2 separate regions of the Oryctolagus cuniculus genome follow, and region 2 is linked to region 1. Evidence: chromatin contacts called from public Micro-C data. All regions are on one chromosome and are shown on one strand. Each heading gives the region's core, a stretch centred on a gene start, on an enhancer-like site or on the middle of the called end of the contact. The rest is flanking DNA. Distances are from core to core; before and after follow the strand shown.

The links. A called contact is a pair of places that touch in the nucleus more often than the background predicts.
Region 2: a contact with region 1 is called in a Micro-C map of ear pinna, with 2.8 times the contacts expected there. The contact joins the promoter of CASP8 here to the promoter of STRADB in region 1. A contact is called at or near these places in 2 of 6 Hi-C or Micro-C datasets (ear pinna and an unstated tissue).

Annotation. Positions count from the first base shown.
Region 1 is chr3:38,553,650-38,556,489 of mOryCun1.1, reverse strand. It overlaps STRADB (STE20 related adaptor beta), which reads left to right and starts at 1,312. Exons shown (of 12, transcript XM_002712520.5): 1 at 1,312-1,544. TRAK2 (trafficking kinesin protein 2) reads right to left here and starts at 1,185. Exons shown (of 16, transcript XM_008258968.4): 1 at 936-1,185. LOC138848948 (a long non-coding RNA gene) reads right to left here. Exons shown (of 2, transcript XR_011387161.1): 1 at 2,814-2,840; 2 at 2,249-2,634.
Region 2 is chr3:38,737,853-38,740,680 of mOryCun1.1, reverse strand. It overlaps CASP8 (caspase 8), which reads left to right and starts at 1,525. Exons shown (of 10, transcript XM_051849294.2): 1 at 1,525-1,742; 2 at 2,007-2,088. It also overlaps the pseudogene LOC100347735.

The DNA of each region.
Region 1 (2,840 bases), core at 63-2,562:
GGTGTGCTTGCTACACAGCTCAGACTTGCTGGGCACTACTTGATTTTAAAAATAGCTGGAGTAACTGCTGTGATAACAAAACATCTCTCTCCTTGCCCTTCCTCAGCACCAAATGTCCTTCAAGTGGCATGTCACTACCACTGGCATGCTATTTGGAGATCACTGTAGCGAAAGACTTCCAATTCAACGCAGAGGTTGGAAGGCCACGAAGATTTTACTGACATAAACCAGGAACTGGAATAGTCCACTTCATTTTGTTCCTATGCTCCATTCCAGCTTGATAGGTGTCCAGTGAAAAGCTACTCCCCGCCCCCCAGAAGCAGCACCAGGTCCAAGTAAAAGGTGCGTGAGCAAGTGACAGTTCACCCCTTTTATTATGGCTTAGAATTTCTTAAAGTGTTTGCCGGATTATTTTTATGCAGAATGAACATCGGTCATTCTGTTATTTACTTGTCAAACTAAACTCCTGTTTTTCTCTTAAAAGACTTGGGGCATCTGGCCCAACACTAACGGTAAGAAAAGCCCAGCTGAGGTCATCAGTATAGAAAAGAGCTTTTTCCAATCCCCTCGCGCTTACATCCCAGATGGCCATCGAGGCTTAAGGTTTAACGTCCAGACGCGAAAGCCACTCATCCTCAAAAATGAGGCTGCAGATGGATGCTGGCTGGCAGAGCAGAGGCTGTCAATCCTCACAGGTGCAGCTGGACAGAACCCGGAGGTCAGAGCCCAGCGCCCATCACTTCGCACCCACGATCGCCAAACAACGCACTTCCCACGACCACCCGGCGGGTACCCACCCTCCCGTACCCAGCTCCGGCCCCGGTGCCCCCGCACGACCTCCGAGAACAGGAGGAGCGCCCCGTGCAGAGGCTCCTCCGCTTCCCGGGGAAGTTGACCCAGGGCAAGTCCGAACCACGCGCGGGAAGGTTACTCACCGCAACGGCCCGGCGTCCTCCTTCCAGCGCCCGCGTTCCCTTAGGAAGAAGCTCCTGAAGCGGCGGCAGCCTGAGAGCAGCAGCCGAGGCTGCCGCCGCTGCCAGCAATCGCCCGGGCGTGGCAGGGACGGGCGGGCGGCTTCACGACATCATCATTCGGCGACCTTGTTCTGCAGTGACGCCGGGTCAATGACAGACCCTACACAAGGGGGAAGCTGGAAGGAGACCCAATCTCCCAGCAGCCCCCACGGCCCCGGCGCACGACCGGCTGGGAATTGTAGTTCCCTCCCGCCACGCCCCACCTAGCGAGAAGGCCCCGCCCATCTATGCCCCGCCCCCTGGATACCCCGCCCCTGGCCGCGTCCCGGAGCCGGGGTGGGGCGAACCAGGTCCCCTAGGGTGCTTGGGTCTGGGGCAGAGTTCCAGGCCGACGGGTCCGGTCACGGCTGCGCTGCCGTCCTGTGCCCCGCGGCCCGCGCTGGGAGCGGGCCTAGCGCGCTCCCCTCGGTCCTCCGCGAGCGGGGCTCGCGATCCTCCTGTTCCCGCGCCGGTCCCGGCCCCGCGCCGCTGGCAGTCCGAGGAGAGTCGCTGGCCGTGGTCGCCGCTAGGGTAATGCGGGGAGGCAGGCCGGGAGGGACGGTCTAGGGCCGGTGGGGGACGCGAGGGAGCACGGCTGTGTCCGCGCGCGCCGGGGGAGCCGAGGCCAGAGCTCGGCGTCCCCCCGCGCCCCCCAGCGCGGCGGCTGGCTGGGCTGGGAGCCCCAGGGCCCGCGCGGTGGCAGAGGCACCTGAGCGTGGCGGGGCGGCGGCCGCGTCAGGTGCGCGAGCCCCGGCCGCCCCCACCCCGTCTCACCTCTCTCGCGGGCCTGGCGAGGGTCCCAGCCGACGGCACTGCGGACCCCGGCGCTGTCGGCGAGTCCGCTGCTAAGTGCCCCCAGGCTGGACCGGGGAGCCTTTGAAGAAACGCGGGCTCCAGCGTCGATCGTCCTCGGGGTGGAGGTCGCGCGTGGTGCTGTCCCCTCGTGGCTTTGGGGCGTCGAGTACTTTCTTCCCTACGACCGGGGTTTGAGGCTCGGCGCCCACCTAGCAAGTGCCTGGCACACAGTAGGCGCGCAGTAAATATCCGATTATTTGTTGGGAGGATCGTCACGATTCTAAAGTCTTTACGGGTTCCCAGGGGCAGTTTGAAAATTACGGTAATTTTAAAATTCAACAAAGAAAGCAAAGTCTGTTGTTGTTTTTCATTCTCTGCCGAGTTCTGTAAACGGATAGTGCCCTTTGATTTCCACAGGAAGCGTCAGCCTTTCTGACTGAAACCTTTGGATAAGCCATTTTATTATGGAACAAATTTAAGTCATTTATAAAGCATCATCATAATTATAATTAGCTTTATAGATGCAAGTGCAAGGGACTACACTGATGGACGTTTAGAAATATAGTCTCTAAGTATGTTTTTTTTTTTTTAAAGGAGGGGTTTATATTCATGTCTCATGAAAGAGCATTCGGGAACACAGAGCAACCCCGCACTCCACCCCCCTGCTAGGTACAGCAGCTGCCTTGACCTCAAAATGTCTTGTAAAATTATCTCTTCCTAGTCTCGTGTAGCTAAGGCGAAATCCCTGAGATTAAACCACCCTATTGCCACAACCCCTTTAGCGTTAGCAATTCTCACAGGTTATGTGCAATTCTTTTGAATTTTTCTGAAAAAAAAAAAAGAGAGAATGAAGTTTCAGATTCTTTAAGACAAAATGGGTAACAACTTGCTGGTGTTACATGAATAAGGCAGGATACAAAATAGTGATAACCCCTTAAATTCCACACATCACCACATCCCTAACCGCGCTGCTTGTGGTTATCAAAACACTGCCAACTTGCTTACCAGATGCGGTGAACCCACGCTGTCCCC
Region 2 (2,828 bases), core at 276-2,775, 180 kb before region 1:
CTAAAGTTATGACAAGTTCTAGGGAATCAACACAGTGTCAGAAAGTGAGAGAGAGTACATTTGGAGCTTTTACTGGCAAAATATTGATTGATGCTGGGACGGTATGTTGGCACTGTTTTTAAAAACAAAATGTGTGCTATGTATGTGTATATGCTGATATTTGTTCTCACTTGTTGTGCATCTACTGGGCATGGCAGCAGCTATTCTAAGTATTTTATGTGTGGGAACTCATTGGATTCTCATAACAACCCCCAGTTGCAGGAATCACTATCTCTACTCTCTGGATAACGAAACTGATCGCCCGAGATGTTGAGGACGTTGCAGAAGGTCACACAGCTGGAAAGTGACAGAACAAAAATTGTCAAAGCTTTATTAGCCTAGAGAAAAAGCCTGAAACAAACAATGAAAACAGGAACAGTGGTGGCCTCAAGGAAGTATTAAAAAGCCCCCCCCCGGGGGGGGGGGCTGACGCCATCGAATAGTAGGTTAAGCCTCCACCTGCAGTGCCGGCATTCCATGTGGGCACTGCTTCAAGTCCCAGCTGCCCCACTTCTGAACCAGTTCCCTCCTAATGGCCTGGGAAAGCAGTAGAAGATGGCCAAGTGCTTGTGCCCCTGCCCCCATGTGTGAGACCTGGAAGAAGCTCCTGGCTCCTGGCTTTGGATCGGCTCTGGCTGTTGTGACCATCTGCAGAGTGAATCAATGGATGGAAGTCCTCTCTCTGTTTCCCGCTCTCTCCGTAATTCTGCCTCTCAAATAAATGAATACATCTTAAAAAAAGAGAGAGAGAGAGAGAGAGAGAGAGAGAGAAAGCCACAGGAGAGGCTTTCACTTTTAAAATCAGTACTGTGAGCGGTGCTGTGGCATAGTGGGTAAAGCCGCCATCTGTAGTGCCGGCATCCCATATGTGCTCCAGTTCGAGTCCCGGCTGCTCCACTTCCAATCCAGCTCTCTGCTATGGCCTGGGAAAGCAGTGGAGGATGGCCCAAGTCCTTGGGCCCCTGCACCCATGTGGGAGACCCAGAAGAAGCTCCTGGCTCCTGGCTTCAGGTCGGCCCAGCTCTGGCCATTGCAGCCATTTAGGGAGTGAACCAGCAGATGGAAGATCTCTCTCTTTCTCTCTCTCTGCCTCTGCTTCTCTGTAACTCTTCCTTTCAAATAAATAAATATTTAAAAAATTGGTACTAAAAATACACAAATAAATGTGGGGACAAATTTACTGCTTTTTTTCTTTTAATTTATTTGTAGGAAGGTGGGATTTGGGGGGTGGGGTGGGGAGAAGATGGGAGGGGAGTGTTTTCCATAGAATAACACTATTAATGCACGACAGATCTCAATGCCAGGCGTTGAGAAACAAATGCCCCAGAAGTGGTGAGAGCACACGCGGGTGAGCCCCGGGGTGGGGAGGGACTTTCCTGGCAGGGGTGGCAGTGACCTGGGCAAAGGTTGAGAGGAGGGAGAGTCCTGGGGTTCTGGCTCGCAGAGATCTGGGCGGGTCCCAGGGCTGGGTGAGCCAGGCTGAACTGCCTGTCTGCCAACCCTACCCAGTAGCTTGAGGAAGACGGCAGCCAGGAGCTGCCCCAGGGGCACCGTGAGCAAGGCCACTGGCGCGTAGGAAGCACCTGCGCGCTGTCATGGTGTCTATGTCTGCGGCCCACCGCCCGGCACCAGCCTTACCTAGGAGTCATTTCCACGTGGAAAGAGCGGGCCCCGCGGAGTAAAGGAAGCTTGTACATCCCGCAGTAAGTGAAGGGCACAGCCAAAATGTGAATGCACACCCTGCTCCTTCCGCCACACCAACTGCTTTCCAGATGGTAAAGGAAGAGCCCCCCCCCCCCACCCCCTCCAGTCGCCTGCTTCTGGGAGGCTGCCCCCAGCGGCTGACTCACAGCTGGAGGTATTTTCTCCATAATGGCTGTGGGCTTCTGGCCAGATCAGCAAAGGGAGGGGCTCACCGTCGGCATTGGCAGCCGCTTCCACTCACTGTCACTTCCTCTTCCTTCCAGGAGCAGCGTGGAAGGCACTCTCTTGCAGACTGTGTTAGGTTGACCCTGGCGGCCGGAGCGCTCAGACCTTGTGGACGCTGAGGTGAGCCTGGGATTTCCAGAGGAGCTTTGGAGGGCAGAGAAGTGATGGTTACTGCTGTCACGCTCCGTCCGGACACAATGGGCTGCAGGAAGTGGTGCCAACGGAGACCTACCCAGGCTCTCTTTGGTTCTTAGTCCGCGGCTGTTTCCTGCGTGCTGGAATCGTGGGGGCAGTATTTAGTCAAGTTCCTGATGCCTGTGCTGGGAGCTAATGCGTTGACCCCTAACATGTGTGTCCCCACAACAACGTAGGAACTGGGGTGCTGGGTAGGGCACACTGTTCGACGACCATGGGTGACATAGTGAGAAGTTCCCCTCTTGCTACCTCTCTGACATCAGAGGGGAGAGCCCATTGTCATCACTGTGTCATATGCTACGCCATCACATTATGTCTCAAAACACGCGAATTTTCCTTGTTAAAACAAAACAAAGAAGTGTGACAGCATCTGGCGAGAACCGAGAAATAATGTCACAATTTTCTTTTAATTTCACAGTTCCTTTTTTATAACACAAGCATTGCTCTTTCCTTTGTGCTAATAATACAAAATGCTCTTTTATGGTTCTTTTATTTATGTAGGTTGTTTAAGGAAGTGAATCCATTACAATTAGATAAATTAACAAATACATAGGAAAAGTGATAAAAATTGCTAAAGTCATTCAGGAGGGACCTAAGTGGGCAGATGGATGCCATTCATGAGGAGACACCAAAAGCACCCAGTTAATGATTCAGCTATAGAAGCC